Linked DNA regions of Mus musculus: region 2 is linked to region 1. The links are chromatin contacts, called in public promoter capture Hi-C maps. All regions are on one chromosome and are shown on one strand. The core of a region is the stretch at or near the end of the contact, and the rest is flanking DNA. Distances in the headings are between cores, read along the strand shown. Region 1 holds the start of Sgo2a (shugoshin 2A). Region 2 holds the start of Aox3 (aldehyde oxidase 3).

The links. Promoter capture Hi-C pulls out the DNA fragments that hold promoters and counts their contacts.
Region 2: a contact with region 1 is called in a promoter capture Hi-C map of hippocampal neurons, with 5 times the contacts expected there. The contact joins the promoter of Aox3 here to the promoter of Sgo2a in region 1. A contact is called at or near these places in 12 of 39 promoter capture datasets (the 3T3-L1 cell line, 3T3-L1-derived adipocytes, cranial neural crest and 8 more), 7 of 484 Hi-C or Micro-C datasets (cerebellum, cerebral cortex, cortical neurons and 3 more) and 2 of 9 other capture datasets (adipose tissue and pancreatic islet).

Annotation. Positions count from the first base shown.
Region 1 is chr1:57,993,040-57,998,897 of GRCm38.p6, reverse strand. It overlaps Sgo2a (shugoshin 2A), which reads right to left and starts at 2,924. Exons shown (of 9, transcript NM_199007.2): 1 at 2,586-2,924; 2 at 677-802. The coding sequence starts at 800.
Region 2 is chr1:58,109,791-58,115,648 of GRCm38.p6, reverse strand. Aox3 (aldehyde oxidase 3) reads right to left here and starts at 2,513. Exons shown (of 35, transcript NM_023617.2): 1 at 2,337-2,513; 2 at 721-778. The coding sequence starts at 2,390.

The sequences.
Region 1 (5,858 bases), core at 1,675-4,174:
CTGACGAATGAAGCAGGAAATAACCATTGTAGAAAGCTGGCTAATTCAGATTTACCTACAGATCCCGGAAGGAGCAACGTCCTGACTTAAAGATACTTAAAACATTTTGGCTCAGTGTAAGTCATGGGTGTGACATCAGCAGACAGACAGTACATTTCCCAGTGTAGCCAACATGGGCATAAACCATTGAGATAATTTTTGGGAACAATAAAAGTTTATCCTAGGAAGTTTCCCATCTTCATGGGTTTTTATTTATTTATGTTGTTTTTGTTTTTGTTGTCTGCTTGCCTTCCTAACGCCTTATTGCCAGGATTCATAAAATCTCATTTCCAAAGTGCATAGTGCTTTCTTGGTGAACTCTGGCCTATATAAAATCATGTACTACCACACCTGATCTTGGCCAAGCACGTCTACGTGACTTATCACCTGACTGCCACAGAATGAATGCAAAGCAAATCTTTTACTCTCTGTAGCTCTTTTCTTGAGAAACCACATTGGTATTGTCTTTGCATGAGAAGAGGTAGCTGCCTGGGGGCAGGCCAAGGGCAGATTGCAAAACCATTCAGCAGAATAGCTGAGAGCCACAGAGAGGAAAGAGCAAACAGAAAAAGTACCAGCTAACAAAGTAGTCATTTTAGTAGTTTTCTATATTTGCTAAAATAAGGTAGGTACTTACTTAATATTTTTGCTTTGATCTTTGAAGCAAGAGAAACATTCAAATTTGTCTTTGCAATTCTGCCCTTCACTCGTCTCTGAATTCCAGAGGTAACAGTGTCAACTTTTATCCCTGGGTACTCCATTTCTGAAGTGAAAGGAAAAGAAAAGATGGGGTGGGGTGGGAGACCAGCATAGTACTGAGTGATAAGAGAAAAAAACTGGTAACGATCCATTCCAAAGCCCAACCACCATGACTTACAATACACTGTCGACATAATGTATTTGCAAAGCCCTTTACATAAAGATCTTAAAATACGAACTTAGAGAATCAGGAGAATTAGTGAATTCCAAAAAGGTAAATACTTTTGTTTTTCTATTCAAACCTATATTATATCACCATGCCTAGTGGACACAATGGGCTACCAGCAGAAGACAGGATAGGGTCCCTGCTGTCATGGAAAGAAAAGTCCAGTGTGACACAGACACTGTTGTTACTATGCAAAAGTATAACCTTAGATAGGCAAGTGGACCTTCATGGAAGCACAAAAGAAATGACTCACTCAAGGGGCGGAAGAGGGCTTGGAAAGAGAGGAAATTACAAGCTTAAGTCTAGATTTATGGTCTACACTGGTTAACAATGTAATAGAATTGGAAATAAATAATTAGTATGACAAGAACAATGACTTTAACACACAAGACATTAAAGAAGTGCTAATGCTAACTGGGCAGAGAAAACAGATCAGAAAAAGCTTCACTGAGGTGCAGGTGGCGATGCTGGGCTATGTGCTCGAATGGGGTCAACGCCCCAAACCTATATTCCCGCCACAAGCCACTCTGCTCCTTGCTCTGAGTCCACAGAACAATCTCAGTGTTCCTTTTATGTCCATCACAAAAATCCCTAGATTCCACAAGATTCCTCATTATCTTTACCTTCCTCACCCTAACTGCCCTCCAACTCTTCCCAACCCGGAAGCGGTCCTATAGTAGGCTACAAAGTGACCTAGTCAGGTACCTGCAATTCTCAATCTATACATAGTCTGCAGATCTAGTATAAGGATCCAATGAAAAGATTCTTATTTATCTAGGCATCCCTAACGCCATCACAAACATCTTCACGGAGAAGAGCAGAGATTAGGGTAATGCTGACAGGCAGAAGTTTCTATTAAATGTGTTTTCTGCTGAACTCTTAGTGCCTGGCACATAGCAGCTCCTTGGATAAACATTTCTAATAGAAATATATATGAACACATGAAAGAACTTCTCAGTAGAAAAAAAATCTGCCCAATGTTGAAATGGTCATGTTTGAAAGCATTGAGCAGATGTGGAAAGCTGTTAAGCAAATGACCGAGAAGATGGTTGGGGGCGGGGGGCGAATTTCTGCAACGGGGAGGAAGTTCACTAGGAACGTTTCAACAGTAAAGTTCAACTGTTCTAAAGTTTCGCCCCCCCCCCCCACCAAAAACAAACAAACAAACCATAAAACCGCAGGGAAGCTGGTAGGCTAATTGCAGGTTTTCACCTCACAATCTGAGCAGGGAAACAAGGAGGCTAGCTGCAGATCTTCAACTTTCCCTCCAGTCCAATCCCCCGTCTCATCCACAGCCCTGTGGCAGACCTTCTACTGTGACCTCTTCTCATTCTTTGATCCCACTTCTGAGGGGGGCGGGAATAAACAGATCCTGATGACACACCCTGCTTTCCTCCCTCCTGTGGACCCCCATGCCACGCCCTAGCATATAGCACATCTCCATTTCTAAGTGTCAGCTCCCAATACCCAGATCCCGGCCAAGCTATTAGTTCTCTGTTCGAAACAAGCCTGGCAGAAGCCCTACCCTGGAGATGCGTGTAGGTGCATCCTTACCTACACGAAAGCAGCCGTTTCAGACCTGGTCACAAGGACCTAGATCCCTTTCCCTCCAGGTACTGACCTGAAAACTAGTGGCGACCCCTCGCCCAGCTGGGAGCTCAAAGTCAGAACAGAGGTTACCGCCCCGATCCGAAGGCGGCTCCGCGTCCCGGCTCCGCGTCCCGGCCCTGCAAGCCGACGCGCGGCGGCGAGGACTGAGGCGCCAGGAGTGGCTACCGAGAAGGGTTCCGGCTTCGCAGGCCTTGCTGGCCGCGCTGGCCTCGTCCACGCCTACCAGCGACCCCTTCAGCTGTGGGTGCCCACACTTGCCAGGGAAGCGCGACAATCCGCGAAGACCAGGATTCAGGTTTAAACTGCGCGGCAGTTAGCGTTTATGCTCCAGCCAATCAGATTCCGAGAAGGCGGCGCAAAGATGCGCTGCCACCCGGAAGTGGAAGACGGAAGGGGCGGGACGTACTGGAGAGGGTCGAGTGGGCGTGGCTGGGTGAGCCGGGCGGGCTGCAGCGAGCGTGAAAAGGTTCTCCTTGCCTCTCTGAGCTTCTGGTAGCCATTTCCACCAGCCCTGACAGAGAGGGCCATTCACCACGGATAAAGGGACACTCTGAGGGTTGGCAGGCACCTCTAGTCCTTCGCAGGGCTTTGTGTTGTTCACTGTGTGATTATTTGTCTGCATCCAGTTTCTGCATTCTTGCCTTCCAATTGTGATCCTTGCTTCTTTACACTTCACTTAAAAGCCTTTCTCAATTTTGCACTTGGAAGTGCTGCAATGATACTCCATTTTAGCAGAGTACACAGAGTGGCATTTTAAACTATTTCAACTATATTTTAAAATGTGTTAGTCTTATTTTTCAAGTCAGTTTGGTTCTTTTTACAAAAGGTTAATAATAATATATATATGTAGAATTTCGAGAAACGATATTTTAAAAAACTGCTCTGTTCCATCATATTAAAAATACAAATAGAAGCCAGGCAGTGATGGTGCATACCTTTAATACCAGCACTTGGGAACCTTTAATACCAGCACTTGGGAGGCAGAGGCAGGCAAATTTCTGAGTTCGAGGCCAGTCTTGTCTACAGAGTGAGTTCCAGGACAGCCAGGGCTACACAGAGAAACCCTGTCTTGAAAAACCTAAATAAATAAATAAATACTACAAATATGGCATTTAGAGGTCATGAGCATTTGTTGCAAAGGACCCAGGTTTAGTTATCAGCACTCACATGGTGGCTCACAGCCATCTGTAACTCCAATTCTGGGGAATCTTATGTCCTCTTCTGGCCTCTGCAGGCACCAGATATGCATATGGTGTACATACATACATGCATGCGTACATTCGGGCAAAATATACATATAAAATAATAAATCTTTTAAAAAGAACCTTGTCATCCCTAGGTGGGGCAGTCTCTGGATGGCCTTTCCTTCATTCTCTGCTCCACACTTTGCCTCTGTATTTCCTCCTGTGAGTAGCCTGTTTCCCCTGCTAAGAAGCACTGGAGCACTTTGGTCTTCCTTCTTCTTGAGCTTCATGTGGTCTGTGAATTGTATCTTGGGTATTCTGAGCTTCTGGGCTAATATCTACTTGTCAGTGAGTGTGTACCATGTGTGATCTTTTGTGACTGGGTTACCTCACTCAGGTTTTCTAGTTCCATCCATTTGTCTAAGAATTTCATGAAGTCATTGTTTTTAAATAGCTGAGTAGTGCTCTGTTGTAGAAATGTACCACATTTTCTGTTCCTCGGTTGAAAGACATCTGGGTTCTTTCCAGCTTCTGGCTATTATTATATTATGATATACATTATAATATTACATATAATATATCATAATATTATACATATGTGTGTACAGATATATCATAATATATATATATGAACATAGTGGAGCATCTTATGTGTTAGAGCATCTTCTGGGTATATACCCAGGAGTGGTATAGCTGGGTCTTCAGGTAGTACTATGTCCAATTTTCTGAGGAACTGCCAGACTGATTTCCAAAGTGCTTGTACCAGCTCGCAATCCTACCAACAAGGAGAAGTGTTCCTCTTTCTCCACATCCTCACCAGCATCTGCTGTCACCTGAGTTTTTAATCTTAGCCATTCTGACTGCTGTGGGGTGGAACCTTAGGGTTGTTTTGATTTGCATTTCCCTGATGACTAAGGATGTTGAACATTTCTTTAGGTGCTTCTCACCCATTCGTTATTCCTCAGTTGAGAATTTTTTGTTTAGTTCTCTGGAGTCTAACTTCTTGAGTTCTTTGTACATATTGGATATTAGCCCTCTATTGGATGTAGGGTTGGTAAAGATCTTTTCCCAATCTGTTGGTTGCCATTTTGACCTATTGACAATGTCCTTTGCCTCACAGAAGCTTTGCAATTTTTTTCTTTTTTTTCCCCCCCAAGACAGGCTTTCTCTGTATAGCCCTGGCTGTCCTGAAGCTCACTCAGTAGACAAGGCTGGCCTCGAACTCAGAAATCTGCTTGCCTCTGCCTCCCAAGTGCTGGGATTAAAGGCGTTTGCCACCACTGCCTGGCTGAAGCTTTACAATTTTATGAGTCCCATTTGTCTATAGTTGATCTTAGAGCATAAGCCATTGGTGTTCTGCTCAGGAAAACTTCCCCTGTACCCATGTGTTCAAGGCTCTTCCCCACTTTTTCTTTTAGTAGACACCAGATTTAGTGTATCTGGTGTCATATGGAGGTGTGGAGGTCCTTGATCCATTTGGACTTGAGCTTTGTACAAGGAGACAAGAATGAATTGATTTGCATTCTTCTACATGCTGTCTGCCAGTTGAACCAGCACAATTTGTTGAAAATGCTGTCTTTTTCCCACTGGATGGTTTTAGCTTGTTTGTCAAAGATCAAGTGACCATAGGTGTGTGGGCTCATTTCTGGGTTTTCAATTCTATTCCATTGATCTACCTGCCTGTCTCTATACCAATACCATGCAGTTTTTATCTCTATTGCTCTGTAATACAGCTTGTCCTTCTTCCCTTTTTAAAACAATAAAGCATAAATAGCCATCAGTGTGAAAACAGGTCAACATCCTTAGACATCAGGGGAAAATAAATTAAAACTGCATTAAGATTACATCTTATCCCAGACAAATGGCTATCATTTAAAAAAAAAACTGATGAAAATAAACAAATCCTTATACATTGCTCATAGAAATGCAAATTAATCCAAACTGGAAAAGAGAAATTCATATGACTCAGAAGCTATACCACTTCTGGTTATATGCCCTAAGAACCCTAATGTTTAGTAGTTAAACTAACCAGTATTTAGTTTACCTAACCTAATTCATCAAATATTCAGTACATGTTATATGTTTCTTTTTTTCGTACT
Region 2 (5,858 bases), core at 1,264-3,763, 120 kb before region 1:
GGTGCCTATACTCACCTAGAAATTGAAATTTGGGAACCAGTCAAATTCACCTCTAGAAGACAGACTAGCCAAATACGATTTTTTTTTTCAGAATAATTTTGGGTTCTTGGAAGCAGGGCTAGAGAAATCCATATTCTTAAATTTTTCTCTGTATAGTGTGTGTGTGTGTGTGTGTGTGTGTACTTGGTATGTATATTGAGGTCAGAGGATTGCATCAGTGTTAACCCTTTACCTTGTCTTCAAACAGAGTCTCCTGTTCTCTGCTGTGCTGCTAACCCCAGGCTAGCACAGGCTAGCCCATGAACTTTCAGAGACTCGAGTCCATTTATCTCCCATCTTGCTGGACGAGTATTAGATTAGCAGATGTGCACTGCCATGCCAGGCCTTGTGTGATTTCTGGGAACCCAGACTCTGGTTCTCACACTTGCGCATGTTCTTTTACACCTCTTCCTGCTCCTGAACTTCAGATTCTGGTCAGTGTCCCCAGGTGACTCTTCATATCCCCGGGCGATCCTTGAACTTGCTTAAATTTGTCAGTACTCTCAAGTCCAGTCCCATTTACAAGGCAAGTGACCTCATGCCACACTGCTCCTATGCACAAGTAAAACACTCTTGATTCTCGGTAAAATGCGGTGGAAACAGCTCTGTGAATGCGAGCGAAGCTCCTTAGTTCCCAGAGCTGCAAAGCTGGTTTGTTTTCTCAAACAAGCAAAAGGATACTGACTTTTCTCAAGTAGAACAATAAATTAACCTCAGGGTCTGCATTCCTCTCGGTGACCTGGAGAGAGGAAGTGACCGTATAAGTTGAGGAAGTTGCCGTGTTGGTTTCTGAATAGCAAGAAGGATTTAGAACATATTTGTTGACCTTGATTGCCTGACTTGATTAAACACCCATCCCTCTTTGCAATTATGAAATTATATAATGCTATATTGTACTTGGCTATACTTTGACAGGGAAATGTCTGGCTTTGTTTTAGAGGAGCAACAGAGATTTAACAAACCTTTGAATTCTAGCACAATATGGGTTCAAGAGACTAATAAAAAGTTGAAGAGCCATATACTTAAACAATTCGTGCATCCCTACCTTATAGTAGAAGACAGAGAATTAAACTAAGAGTTTTAATTCTTATCACTACCACCAAAATATTTTTGTTTTGTTTTGTTTTGTTTTTTGGTCTGTGTTCTCCATCCAGTTTTGAAAAGTTAAATAAACAGGAGCTCTGACAGCAGCAGACAAACAGCATTCCTTCAGCAGCCCTAGGAAAACACTCAGGAAAGCCCCACCTCTCCCTTTAGCATTAGTGTCTTAGACGAATGGTCACCTCCCCCAGGAAGGGATCACAGAGCAAAGAAAGGAACCCAGAGATGAAAGCCAAGTTCTCCCCAGTATTTGTTAGCCAAGAGATCTTGGCCACGTTGCACAATCACCCTGAGCCTTCACAGCACAGCATACAAAACACACACCTCACGCACACCCCACACAATACCACAAGCTCAGCTTAAACTCTGACTGCCCTTTTCCCTGTGCCAACAGTGCTGAGAACAGGCTGTGGACCTTCACATCATACACAATCGTCAAGAACGTCCAGCATATATGCAGACAGTACCGCAGTCATTTTAGGTCTTGTCTAGGTCTCAAGAGCTCAAGACAAAGAAGAAAAGGCTTCATTTCTTAAGTGAGACAAGACCCTTCATTTGTTTATTTGCTTGCTTACTTATTTACTTATGAGACAAGAGTCTCATTGCATAGCCCTTGATGTCCTGAAGCTCACTCTGAGACTAAGTTGGCCTCAACCCCCCTCCAATTCTGGCATTACAGGCATGAATCCAATCTTAAAGGAGTAAGGTGTTAACATGTAAATTAACAGTTCACCTGGCCTTCCAGTAGGTTTTTCTCTTCCATTCTTCCTGACCCAAGGGTTTAAAAGCATTTGTAAATAACCTAAAGACCTTGGACTCTGGATCTGTGCATACATGTGAAAGCAGAAGTTGGGTGGCACAGAAGTTTGAGTCAGAGCTGGAAGAGGTATTGAGGAAGAGTTAGAAGATTCTCTTGCAAGGAAGCCAGTGCCCAGTGCTTAGGTGCATTCAAATGAGACAAGGCTTGGTTTGGAGACACATAGCTGCACACTTTCTCCCTACTAGTCCCAAAACATTATAGATTCTCTCTCTCTTCCCCCCCTCCCTTGTTCCCCAAGAAGCATAGCAGATCGCTAGATCATTTGAGCAACAACTCCCCGACCCCACACAGCCCTTCATTTTGGCAATGCTAATGACAGATCGCTTCTACCAGAGTTTCTTATGTACATTTATTAATTACAGTGTAGAGAACTTACCTTTTTTCCATTCACAAAGAAAATAAGCTCATCTGACTCCTTAGAAGGAGACATTACTTGAGGATAGTCGTCCACACTCTGTGCAACTGTACCTAATGTGTCTAAGTCCACCTCTCAGATGAACTGCTGTGCTCTGCAGGAGACCGAATTGCCCTACAGGATTTAAATCTGCTCTGTGGCTTTGCCTGAGGACTCCTCCCACCCAGCCCTGCCCATCATCGCTCCCAACCTTCCTCCTGCTTCCAATTCCCTCTTTCCTTAAAACCTGGCCCAGCACCAGCTCCGGACTCACTTCTCCACGCCCCAGGCGCTAGCCACTAGAGGGCGTTTTCCAACAAGAAGGCGCTGTTATCGGTGACGTGGAAGGGATGCCGATGGGCTGCTCTTCACTGCTCTCAGATCTATGTCTTCACACTAAGTGTATTTGCTTGCTATTTTTGCCGTTAAACTATACAAAGAATGCTCTAAGAAATGATACAAGTATGAGAAGCAACAAAGTAGAATTTCTCTGTGCCAACATTTAGCAACCAGATTCACGCATGCTGTTGCAGGGTTAGATGGCATTTATGAACACACATAAATGCCCACATGGATTTTTGTTACTTTCTCAACAATATTTTTGTTAATTTCTAAAAGGTGAAATTAAACCATTCACATGATTTCAAAATTGTTTTCCTTTTTCTTTCTCCCAAGTTACTTTGGCTGTCTGTACCTCAGTGGATTTACCTAGGAGTTGGAAAAAACAAAACAAAACAAAACAACAACAACAACAACAAAAACATCTTCCTCAGGGGAAGATTGATGTGGGGATTAAAGGAGCCCATGCAGGGAAAGAGCTTAAAGCAGCAGCTGCACAGTAGAGGCACTGGGAATGTTACTACCAAACATGCCTGACAGTCATTTACATTGTGAATTGTTCTCAGATTTCCAGTTATAAATATTCTACAGGGCAGGAGAGGGCTCAGTAGATAAGAGCACTGGCTACTTTGTTGGGCAACACAGACTTTCTGTAACTCCAGCTCCAGGGGTATGAACATTTCTGCTCTCTCTGGGCATTGAGTGCCCAGGTGAGCACACAGACACAGACACAGAGACAGAGACAGAGACAGAGACAGAGACAGAGACAGAGACAGACACAGACACAGACACAGACACAGACACAGACACAGACACAGACACAGACACAGACACAGACACAGACACAGACACAGACACACACAGACACACACACACACACACAGAGAGAGAGAGAGAGAGAGAGTGTGTTAAAAATATGATGCAGTGGAAATTGAGCTCTATTTTTGCATATTTAGAGCCAACCTGTCCACCTACCCAGCTCCCTCATTCCTCTCTCTCCTTACTTTTATTTTAAGCAGGTTTTGTTTGTTTGCTTGTTTGCTTCTGGATTTTATTCTGCTAACTTTTATTTTAAAATTAGAATACAGAGTAAGAGGTTTCCTTACAGCATTTCATGCATATTTTGTTTTGGTTGAGCCCCACCCCTCGTTTGCATAACAGTTCGAAATCTCTCTCTCTCTCTCTCTCTCCCTCTCTCTCTCTCTCTCTCTCTCTCTCTCTCTCTCTCTCACACACACACACACACACACACACACACACACACACACACACACGCACACACACACACACACACACATGCAGTTAGGTGAGAGGAGAGTATGTGAGTCATGAAGCCAGAAAAGGAACAACAGGAGAAACAGGGGGGTGGGTGGATCCTAGAGTAAGTTAGGTGAAATCAGAAAGGGGATTGGTGGTGGGGTAGGGAAGAAGGGTATTGAGCAAGGGTTCCTGCTGAGCAAACTCTCTGACTGGAATTCTTGGCTTAGAAGTGAGTATCTTGCTGGAGGCAACTCTTTCCTGAGTCACGTGCGCCATACAAGTCCTGTATGGCAGGGTGTGCTTCTCATCTCCGTTGTTACCCCACCCTCCCTTTCTCCAGTATCTGAGGATGGTTCACAGTTAGCTGGCATTTCTCTTATCTTATCTACTTGCTATATATTTAGGGCATATTTCTATTTCTTTTTGTGTCCTTTCATTTTTATTAGGGTTTTTATGTTCTTAACTGAAGAATTTTGAAGCATATAATGGCTAATTGCATAATCTATAAATGTTCAACTCTTTTCTGATAGCATATTGTCAGTGAGGCAGAGCACCACACGGTCTTTCACTTCTTACATCTGCATCCTGGGGGGGGGGGGACTTCCAACCTGACACTCCAGCTGCTTAAGCTCTCCAGGACTGTCAGAGTGGTACTGAAAGACCCACAACGTGAGGACTCCCCCACGTTCTGACTCAGGAGAGGCGACACCCCAAAATCACCCACAAGAAACGGTCTTGTTGCAAACTGCAAGAGGATTTTTATTCAAGAGCACTCTCGGGCCCACGGTCATACACCACGCAGGGGTAGAGGACCGTGGTGCCCGAGTAGCTGGGTAAGGGGGTATTTAAAGGAAGAAACCACAACTCAAGGAAGTGGGGAGGGCGTTGTTGGAAGATACCAAAGATACCAGTTAAGAGTCACAAGGAAGTGCAAAGTTACAAGAGTCACAAGGAATACCTGGTAGCACATTTGCATTGCAAGGTTCTGGTAATGGTCAGGGTGACTTTCTTTGAATGAGCACTCTTTGAACCCAGGAAGCAGGTGGGTGGAGGAATGTCACTATCTGTTTTATGATTAGCATACCTTTACAAAGGCCACATTCCCAAGTCTGGGCCTAAAGGCCTAGAATTCTGTTTTTACTTTGTTATACTTTCAGTACCTGGCAGTACAGAGCGTGAGCGATGCCGGTGGGTTCCATGCTCACACTTTGCTGTAGATTCTTCTGACAGGGTGTTTCGTGTGACCTTAGGATGATGACTGTGATTGTGAGTGCCTGGATCCTATCACATCCTGTTCCAGCCCTGGGGTAGCCAAGGAGGAAGGCAGCCATGTCTTTTTGTCCAGTGGCTTGTTTGGTAACTTTTTCATCATGGAAGCTTCTACCTGCCAACCTCTTGTGATGTTTGAATGAAAATGGCCCCCATAGACTCAGATACTTCAATGCTCGTTCTTCAGTTGGCAGAGCTGTTTGGGAAGGATTAGGAGGTGTGGTCTTGTTGGTGAAGGTGTATCACTGGGGCTGGGCTTTGAGGTTTCAAAAGACCACACCATTCCTAGTTAGCTTTTTCTCTCTGCCTTATGGCTGTTATCTTCACATGTAAGCTCTCTGCTACTTCTCCAAGGCTATGCCTGTCTGTCTGCTGCCATGTTCTCTGCCATGATGGCCATAGCCTCTACTATCCTCTGGAACCATGAACCCCAAATTCTTTAATAAGTTGCCTTGCTAATGATGTTTTATCATGGCAATAGAAAAGTAACTAAGATACCTGTGTTATAAAAATTCTCACAATCAGGCTCACTCTCCCCATTTTATACCTCTTGTCTTCACTCCCCCGTCTGTCTCTTCTTATGCTCTGAACACCTGGCCAAACCATCTGTTACTCCATGATTATTCTATCCTCTGG